Regions from separate parts of the Mus musculus genome. Here region 1 is linked to region 2. Evidence: chromatin contacts called from public HiChIP or PLAC-seq data. All regions are on one chromosome and are shown on one strand. The core of a region is the stretch at or near the end of the contact, and the rest is flanking DNA. Distances in the headings are between cores, read along the strand shown. Region 1 holds the start of Acta1 (actin, alpha 1, skeletal muscle). Region 2 holds the start of Ccsap (centriole, cilia and spindle associated protein).

Region 1 (4,070 bases), core at 704-3,203, 35 kb after region 2:
GAAGCACGCACCTGTGGTCACGAAGGAATAGCCACGCTCAGTGAGGATTTTCATCAGGTAGTCAGTGAGGTCGCGACCGGCCAGGTCCAGACGCATGATGGCGTGTGGCAGGGCATAGCCCTCATAGATGGGCACGTTGTGGGTGACACCGTCCCCAGAATCCAACACGATGCCTGTGCAGGGGAGAGGCAGTATGTGAGTGGAGGGGACCAGCAGGCGGCGCAGGTCGGGATACTGCAGAGGATTAAAAAGCGGGGCTGGAATGTTGGAGCAATCCTACCAGGGCCAGCGTGGGCCATGTGTGGGCCATGTGTGAGCGCTTACCGGTGGTACGGCCGGAAGCATAGAGGGACAGCACCGCCTGGATAGCCACATACATGGCAGGCACGTTGAAGGTCTCAAACATGATTTGAGTCATCTTCTCCCGGTTAGCTTTGGGGTTCAGGGGGGCCTCGGTGAGCAGAGTCGGGTGCTCCTCAGGGGCCACACGCAGCTCATTGTAGAAGGTGTGGTGCCAGATCTTCTCCATGTCGTCCCAGTTGGTGATGATGCCATGTTCAATGGGGTACTTCAGGGTCAGGATACCTCGCTTGCTCTGGGCCTCATCACCCACGTAGGAGTCCTTCTGACCCATACCTACCATGACACCCTGCAGATAGAGACATCAGACACTTGTTACTACAGCCAGGGGTGAGGAGAACATTGGCTGGATTCAGAGAGCCTATCTTTCCCTGCCAGCAGCCTGACCTGGTGACGGGGTCGGCCCACGATGGATGGGAACACAGCCCTGGGGGCATCATCCCCGGCAAAGCCAGCTTTCACCAGGCCAGAGCCGTTGTCACACACAAGAGCGGTGGTCTCGTCTTCGTCGCACATGGTGTCTAGTTTCTGCAAAGACAAGGTGTTGAGTGCTGTGTATATGTGATGGGGGGGGGGGGTTAGGGTGAGGCTCCGCTTAACCCATCTTCACTTTGGAGATCCAAAAACTCCTTTCCCCCTTCCCCTTCCTTGCACGGGGGTCAGAGGATGCTCTTCCAGCTTAAGGCTGTGCTTTCGCTATGGGGGAGCTGTCTGTGGATCACACTAAGTCCTCCAACTAGGCATGCAGGGGATATCCTGAGACCCTCTACATTCATTGTAGGCCACCACACACACCACAGCTAGCACTAGTCCTATCCTCTCTGCTCACAATCTCATCTGTGAAGGAGGTATTAAGGCACGCTGCCCACCACCTGCCTGTCCTGTGAGAGGGTCGAGGATTCTGCCCGGGGAAGGGCGATATTGTCACAACTATGGAAAAGCTGTTGAACACTCACAGCATCCCAAACTCAGAAGAAACCCTTCCACCTGTCTCCCATTTCAGAGAAGAGTAGCCAGGGTTGCTGCCCTTTAGAAAAGCCTTGATCTCAAAGGGAGTCGCCCCAAGGCTAAGGCCAGGCTTGACTCTCTCCAAGCTCATCTTCAAATCAGTCTCCCAGGAGCTGGGGTGTAGCTCAGTGGGAGATCCAGCCAACCTCTTGCATCACAAGAGCCCAGATTTGATCCCAGCAGAGAAAGAGGGGAAAGGGGAATGAAAAGCCGGAAAGAAATCTCAACCAACCAGAGGCTGGCGTGTGGCTCAGTAGGAGAGCACCGGCTTGTTCACTTGCAGGACTTGGATTTAGTCCCCAGTAAGAGGGGAGGGAGGAGTCTGCGGGTGGTAATGGATAGATGTCAGACCCCCAGGCATATCCTAAATGCCCAGTCAGCAGCCCAAATGGGCTGGATGTGAGTTTGGAGAAATTTCCAGAACTCAGTGCTAAATACAAGCCCAAGGCTCAATAGCTTTCTTTGCTGGGTCTCCAGGTCACCCTCCCCACCTCCACCCTACCTGCTGCTCTGACTCTGGCCCTGGGTGCCGAGGGTAGGAAGTGAGGCTTCACGTCCGTGTGACCGCCTGTCCCCTTGCACAGGTTTTTATATAGTCCCGGGAGCTCTCCCCACACCGCCCCGAAGGAATGTTGCTGCCCTTCCCAAGCCATATTTGGGTGTCGGGCACTAGAGTCCCTTCCTTCGGCTGGTTCTCAGCCTGGGTCCCCGCCCGGGTCTCCTGCACTGACCAAAGAAGGAGAGGACTGGCCCTGGCCCAGGTAGCTAGGACCGGACCAGGCCGTATATGGAGAGTATCCCCAGCTGTCTGCCCCTCCCAACTGGCTCCAAGGCTCACGGAAGGGCTGTGCTGGGCCAAAGGTCACTGCTTTGCAGACTGCTGGTCTGTACTTCCCAAGATTTACCTGTTTGAAAGGTCTCCCCAGTTCTGCCCACCTGGACACACGATTGCTGACCTGCCACAATGCACCCCATTTATGGGTTCTTAACTCAGACTACTAAGCCTTGATGCTTAAGCTCAGGGGAGGTAGCCCTGTGGTCAGGTGAGCCGGGAGGAGTCATGGGCTCCAGGTAGGGATGGAAAATAAGCCCCACATTTGAACTCCATTTTCTTTCCCACTTTGAAGCTCCCCCAATCCAGAGATCTGACACACATCACCCCCATTCACCCCCACAAGGCTGTCAGTCAGTGTAGGATATGCAGCTGTCACTGGGCAGACAACTGGTGGAAGAGGGGGAGGAGGTAGTGAGAGGAGGCATGGGGACTATGTGGCCCTGGCACACAGAATGGGAGGCCAGGGCATTAGAGCTGTCCCTGCATTCTGCAGTGTACTCTTGAAAGGAATGGAAGGGTCAGTGTGTGTGTGTGTGTGTGTGTGTGTGTGTGTGTGTGTGTGTGTGTAAATCCCAAACTCGGGATTGACCGTCATCGAGTTGGCTAGGCTGAGCAAATGCTACCCCTTCTTTGGTGGCACTAAGCTTCCCTCCCCTGGGTCTGAAAGAAGGATCATACCTGGAACTGTTGGGACCTAGAGGGGGCTGAGGCAGAGAGAGGTGCTGATGAAGATATACCTTCTAAGGAGCACTAAGACCTTACACTGGTGCCCAGGAGCGGCCCCTCCCAGGCAGACTCATCTTTATATTTAGAGGATGATGCCCGTCAGCCCGGCTGCTTCCCATGCACCTTGGGGCCACCACCTGCCAGGCTTGTGTGGGTTCTATTTATACCGCTGATAGATGGGAATCTGCTTTTGGGTTTCTAGAAGGAGCAACTTATGGAAGCTGGGATGGGGGTGAGTAGAGGTCATCTCTTGGCGCCTGTCTCAATTTGGGCAGGGAGAGGGATAAGAAAGCCCAAAGGAAAAGTGTTCTGTGACCAAACAGGCGACATGCTTTGAGGGGTGTGCATCAGAGCCAAGCCACCATGGAGCCATTCACTTTTCTGATGGCTTAAGCGCTCCCAAAATAGCTGTTCCCATTTGGAGTGGAACTTAGCAGCTGGGACAGGTGCAGAGCCTCTGAGAGCAGAGGCTCCATGAAGCGATTTCAGGATCCCACACAGCTCTTCCTAAACCTGAGCTGCACTGCCTAACGGGCATCAGCTCTGTGGCTTTGCCTGTGCCCTGGGCCAGGACCTGGAACTGTTAAAAAGAAGCAAGCAGCAAATGCAGACTATGGTCAGCTTTGGGGGTGCTTACATTTGGGGCATGGATGTAGGGAGAATTGTCCAGGTGACTGGACCTCATCGGGCCGGGCTGTACATACCGCCCCAGACTCTCGAAAGCTCTTGCTTATCCCACTATGCAGATTTCTCAGCTTTGCGTGACAGCATAAAGTGGACCTTGAACGCAGTGGTTTGCGAACTACAGGAAACCTGCGGCCCCACACCTGGCGCAGCAGCAGGCAGGTGAGTAGGCAGGTAAACTCTAGGTTCAGCTGCACCCTTTCCTTTCCTGACAGTTTTTCTCTGGAATCCCGGCTAGGTTCTCGCCGGCTGTCTTCTTGCTGGGCCCTTAAATGCTTGTGTGCAGGGCACTTACGCCACCATGCGACACACCCACACCTCTTCTTAATCTCCCCCCCCCCCCCTTTGCCCCTTTACCCCTCACATCCTGTAAGTCCTTGCGGTATCTACCAGAAGCAAACAGGACAACTAACAGGCAGCACGGCAATCCCTCAGTCCTGTTGCAGCCTAGGCTTGT
Region 2 (4,396 bases), core at 15-2,514:
ATGCTCACCGCCCCCACCACCTTCTGCCACTTTCCCTAATTTCTAACCACATCACTGAAGCATCAGAATGGTCGTCATAAGCGACCAGATGACACAAGGCGGCCCAGCCATGCAAGAACTGAGAATAGGCAAACATAGTAACCAAGAGCAGGGAAATCCGACCCTTTCAGACTCCGACCATGGATCCCAAGCTCCCATGGCTTTGTTTACAAAACTGAGATTAAAAACAAAGGGCCCATCATATGACTTTGAAGGTCGAATGAGAAAATACATATTCCTAGACCAGTCACTGAGAAATAACTTTTTCACCACTGGACTCTCAGAAGAGTTCAGAGAGGTGGCTGGCAACCATAGTGATCTACAGTTGTACTGAAGTACTGCCCTGAGTCCAGGCAAACCCCAGGGCTCTCTGCTGACAGCCCCACTCCGCAACGGCGGGAAAGTGGCTCACAGCGTATACAAAGAGGGGTTCGTCCACAAACAAACGCATACCATTCTTCAGAGACAGCGAGACCAGGCCTTCAAGGCGTTCACACTGACAACCATGACCCCATTATGACAGCTCGGGCGTTCTTAACTTCAGTCGGTCATCTTTGGAATGAAAAGCTCCTCTCGCCAAACAGGATGCGCAGAAACAAACAGATCCGCCATCTGGTGGATCGAGGGCTCACTGAGCGGGCCACTGCCTGCGACCAAGGACCCCAACCAGGGTCATATGAGTTGGAGGTCATAAAGGGCTCCGCCAAGAGTCACCAAATTAGGGAAACCTGGGGTGGGAAGGTGGAAATGCGGCCCGCACCTTCCCCGCTTAGTTCAGCAAGCGGATTCTGTCAACCCCAATTAAACCAAAACAGGAAGCGCTGAGAACGGAGCAACGCGCTGTGCCCGTACCTGGTAACACTGTGTCCTGCTCCTCCGCGTCCCGCAGCTCCGCGCCGCGCTCCCCCACCGGCTGCTCCTCCTCCCGCGCGGAGGGCGCCGAGGGCTCCCCTAACGCGCCCCTGGGGGCCGGACTGGGTGAAGCCGAGCTGTCCGAGGGGCTGTCCGGGCCCCAGGCGTCCCAGAGCCAGGGCGCGTGCGCTTGCTCCAGCAGCCGGCGGCCCAGGCGGTAGCGCAGCAGCTCGCGGTAGCACGGCGCGTATTCGTCCCAGCGCGGCTCCCGATAGCGCTTCATATACTCGCTCTTCACCCCGCTGCCCGGGGACATGGTGCCGCGCGCCGCCGACTGCCTGCTCCGCGCTGCCGCCTACGGGTGCGACGGACTCAGAGGCGCGGCCCGCCGCGCGGTTCAAACCCGGAGCCCCGCCCGGACTGGAGGGCGGAGGCTGGGGCAAGGAGGGGCGGAGAGGGGGCGGGTCTGTGACGGGTGTTTCTGGGAGAGGGCGTTCCTAGCGGGGGCGGAGTTCCGGGCTGGGAAGGCCCCTAGTTCAGGTAATAGCGGGGGCGGGGTTTCAGGAGGGATTCCAGGCGACGCGACCTATCTAGATGGAATGATAGGTGGTCACCAGGGGTCTGCTCCACTCGGTAGAGGTGGAGACCACCGGACTCAAGGTGACGGGACAGGGGATCTTAGGTCCCCAGACACCCTCCTGGGCGAGGAGTCGGGGACTCTAGGAGCAGCGTCCTTACCTCCTGCCTGTTCTATCCTCCGCTCTCCGGAGGTCAGCTGAGATCGTGGCGCAGCAGCTATAGCGCGAACAGCGTTTCTCCTTGCGCGTCCTCCACCAAGATGTCGCCGATGGAGCGGTGGCTCCGCGGTCCTACAGCAGCCGGAGACGAAGGCGCCGCCCTAGCCTGAAGCCTGCACCTCCCCGCGCGCCCGCCGGGCCCCCGCCCGCTCCTGCGCCCGCGCCTGGGGCGCTGCTGTGAACCCCCAGCTCGTTCGCCCACTCGCTACTGGGGGCCTCGCGAGGAGGCTTCAGCTCTAGATGCAACCTGAGCAACCAACACCTAGCCGAGGACCAAATCCTGTGTCCCGATTCCTTCCTCTTTTCACAACGCCCGGGTTCTCAGGCCTTAGTGATTTTTTTATTGTTGTTGTTAATGATGTTGTTGATGTTGCTATTTTAATACATTTCCCTCCTCTGCCCCCTTTTTGAGACAAATCTCATGTTACCAAGGCTGGTCTAGAACTCATTCCAGAGCCCAAGCTGGTCTTGAACTCCTGATCCTTCTCCGCCAACCTCACAAGTGCTGGAATTAGCAGGTATGAGCCGCCTCACCTGCCCTTGCCTTTTATAACTTACTAGAGGCCAACTTTTGTAAAAATAAATAAATAAAATAAAATAAAGCCTAGGGCCTGCTCAAGGACCTGGTGCAAATGTTTGGCTTGGGCTCTAATGGACAGGGTCGCAGGGTTGTTACTGTTGCAATCCTGCTCTACAGATGGCTTTTGTAAAAGGAAGCATTGATGCAATCGCTGCAGAAAGATTTGAAAGGACAGGCATCCAGGAAGGATCACACTAAAAAAAAAAAGAAAGAAAGAAAAAGAAGGAAGGAAGGAGGAAGGAAGGAAGGAAGGAAGGAAGGAAGGAAGGAAGAAAAAAAAGTAGGTCCCAGCGGGATGTTTCCAGGAAGCAGATCACTTTGGGATTTCTGCAGTTCAGTTGAACTATTCCCATGTGTCTACACCTGCCTGGACCCGTTCTGAACATAGGACGCTAAGGCTGAAGGGTGTTCACAGCCTAGGTGGCTGCTCTGAGAACCTGAACTGATTAGTCTGATGGTACTGTTTCTGGAGGAGACAGAAATGACCACAGCCGCTGCTGAGATTCCCACAGAGGCCAGGCCCCTTCCCCTCCCCGTCAACAAACCTCGGGACCTCCTCACTGCGTTCCCTTCTATTGAAGCTGGCCAGGTTGATCTTTGGCTTTAGCAATCAAAAGTTTATAAACATTTAGAGACTAGACATGGAGGCACACCAGTAATCCTAGTACTTCTGCAGTCTCTGAGGCTGCATAAGGCCTTGTCTCAAGAGCCAGGTAACGAGATTCTGAATAGTGTGGAAGGAATCTTGATGTACTGTGACCTGAGAAATCAGGGCTAAGGTTAGAGCAGTTCAGCCTTTGCTGTCTGACTGTAAAATTCAGTGGGTGGGGTTATACATGGTACCTGCCCATAACACAGCTCTCTAGATCTGAGCCAGCCTGAGGGCCATACTGAAGCCTTGCCTAAAAAAAAGGAAGGAAGGAAGGAAGGAAGGAAGGAGAGAGAAAGAGAGAGAGAGAGAAAGGAAGGAAGGAAGGAAGGAAGGAAGGAAGGAAGGAAGGAAGGAAGGAAGGAAGGAGAGAGAGAGAGGAAGGAAGGAAGGAAGGAAGGAAGGAAGGAAGGAAGGAAGGAGAGAGAGGGAGGAAGGAAAGAAGGAGAGAGAGGAAGGAAGGAAGGAAGGAGAGAGAGAGAGAAAGGAAGGAGAGAGAGGAAGGAAGGAAGAGAGAGGAAGGAAGGAAGGAGAGAGAGAGGAAGGAAGGAAGGGGAGGGAGGGAGGAAGGAAGGAAGGAGAGAGAAAGAGAGAGAGAGAAAGGAAGGAAGGAGAAAGAGAGAGGAAGGAAGGAAGGAAGGAAGGAAGGAAGGAAGGAAGGAAGGAAACTAGGCATGCAGTCTCATGGTAGAGCACTTGCTTACCATGATTCAAGGGAGGAACAAGTCCCATCCGCCGCTGATTCAGATTGTCACCCTGAGCAGGGTCACAGCCTGCCACTGCAGAAGCAGTGACTGAAGGTTACAGTGTAAGACAAATATGCGTGCACTCTCAAGAGGGCTCTAAGGCTCAGTATCAAACTTTATATAAATAAAATCAGAATAGTCATTCCTAACCTCGCTCGTGTCCGGTTTCCATCTTGAGTTGTATTTCTCTCAGCCCTTGGGAGGGGCTGTCTGACTTGAACCAGCTTGGCAAACCTAGTAAGACCCTATCTCAAAGTTAACAACAACAGAAGTATGATTTTCATTATTTGGGGGAATTGCTTTTTTTTTTTTTTCCTTGAAACAGTTTCTGGTCTGGTTTGGAACTCCCTGTGTAGACAAGGCTGGTCTCAAATTGATGGGCAATCCTCCTGAGAGCATGTGAGAGGCAGAAGCGGGTGGAGCTCTGTGAATTTGAGGCCAACTTAGTCTACATAATGAATTTAAGGACATTCAGGACTATATAGAGAGACCCTGTCTCAGAAAATATATTTAAGATATATATATATTTTTTTAAAAGTTTAATGTACACGGGCATTGCCTGTACGAATGCCTGTGCACCCCATGGATGCCTGGTGCCTGCAGAGGCCAGAAGTGGACATTGGAGCAACAAAAGACTGTAAGCCACCTCGTGGGTGCTAGGAGTAGAACCTGGGGCCTCTAGAAGAACAGGTAGTAGTACTCTTTTATTTTATAAAAGATATTTTATTTATTT

The links. HiChIP or PLAC-seq counts read pairs in DNA pulled down with a chosen protein or histone mark.
Region 1: a contact with region 2 is called in an H3K4me3 HiChIP or PLAC-seq map of embryonic stem cells, with 82 read pairs. The contact joins the promoter of Acta1 here to the promoter of Ccsap in region 2. A contact is called at or near these places in 13 of 39 promoter capture datasets (3T3-L1-derived adipocytes, the C10 cell line, the HPC-7 cell line and 7 more), 1 of 15 datasets of contacts at CTCF or cohesin (the NIH/3T3 cell line), 30 of 484 Hi-C or Micro-C datasets (the 3T3-L1 cell line, 3T3-L1-derived adipocytes, the C2C12 cell line and 17 more), 14 of 115 datasets of contacts at active chromatin or transcription factors (the 230-238 cell line, the NIH/3T3 cell line, bone marrow-derived macrophages and 8 more) and 4 of 9 other capture datasets (adipose tissue, liver, macrophages and 1 more).

The regions. Positions count from the first base shown.
Region 1 is chr8:123,892,822-123,896,891 of GRCm38.p6, forward strand. It overlaps Acta1 (actin, alpha 1, skeletal muscle), which reads right to left and starts at 1,954. Exons shown (of 7, transcript NM_009606.3): 1 at 1,871-1,954; 2 at 748-888; 3 at 325-649; 4 at 12-173. The coding sequence starts at 876. It overlaps Gm29773 (a long non-coding RNA gene), which reads left to right and starts at 1,955. Exons shown (of 3, transcript XR_879336.3): 1 at 1,955-3,545; 2 at 3,676-3,775.
Region 2 is chr8:123,858,204-123,862,599 of GRCm38.p6, forward strand. It overlaps Ccsap (centriole, cilia and spindle associated protein), which reads right to left and starts at 1,265. Exons shown (of 3, transcript NM_001379289.1): 1 at 892-1,265. The coding sequence starts at 1,207. Gm9901 (a long non-coding RNA gene) reads left to right here and starts at 1,252. Exons shown (of 2, transcript XR_388182.4): 1 at 1,252-1,431; 2 at 1,667-2,295.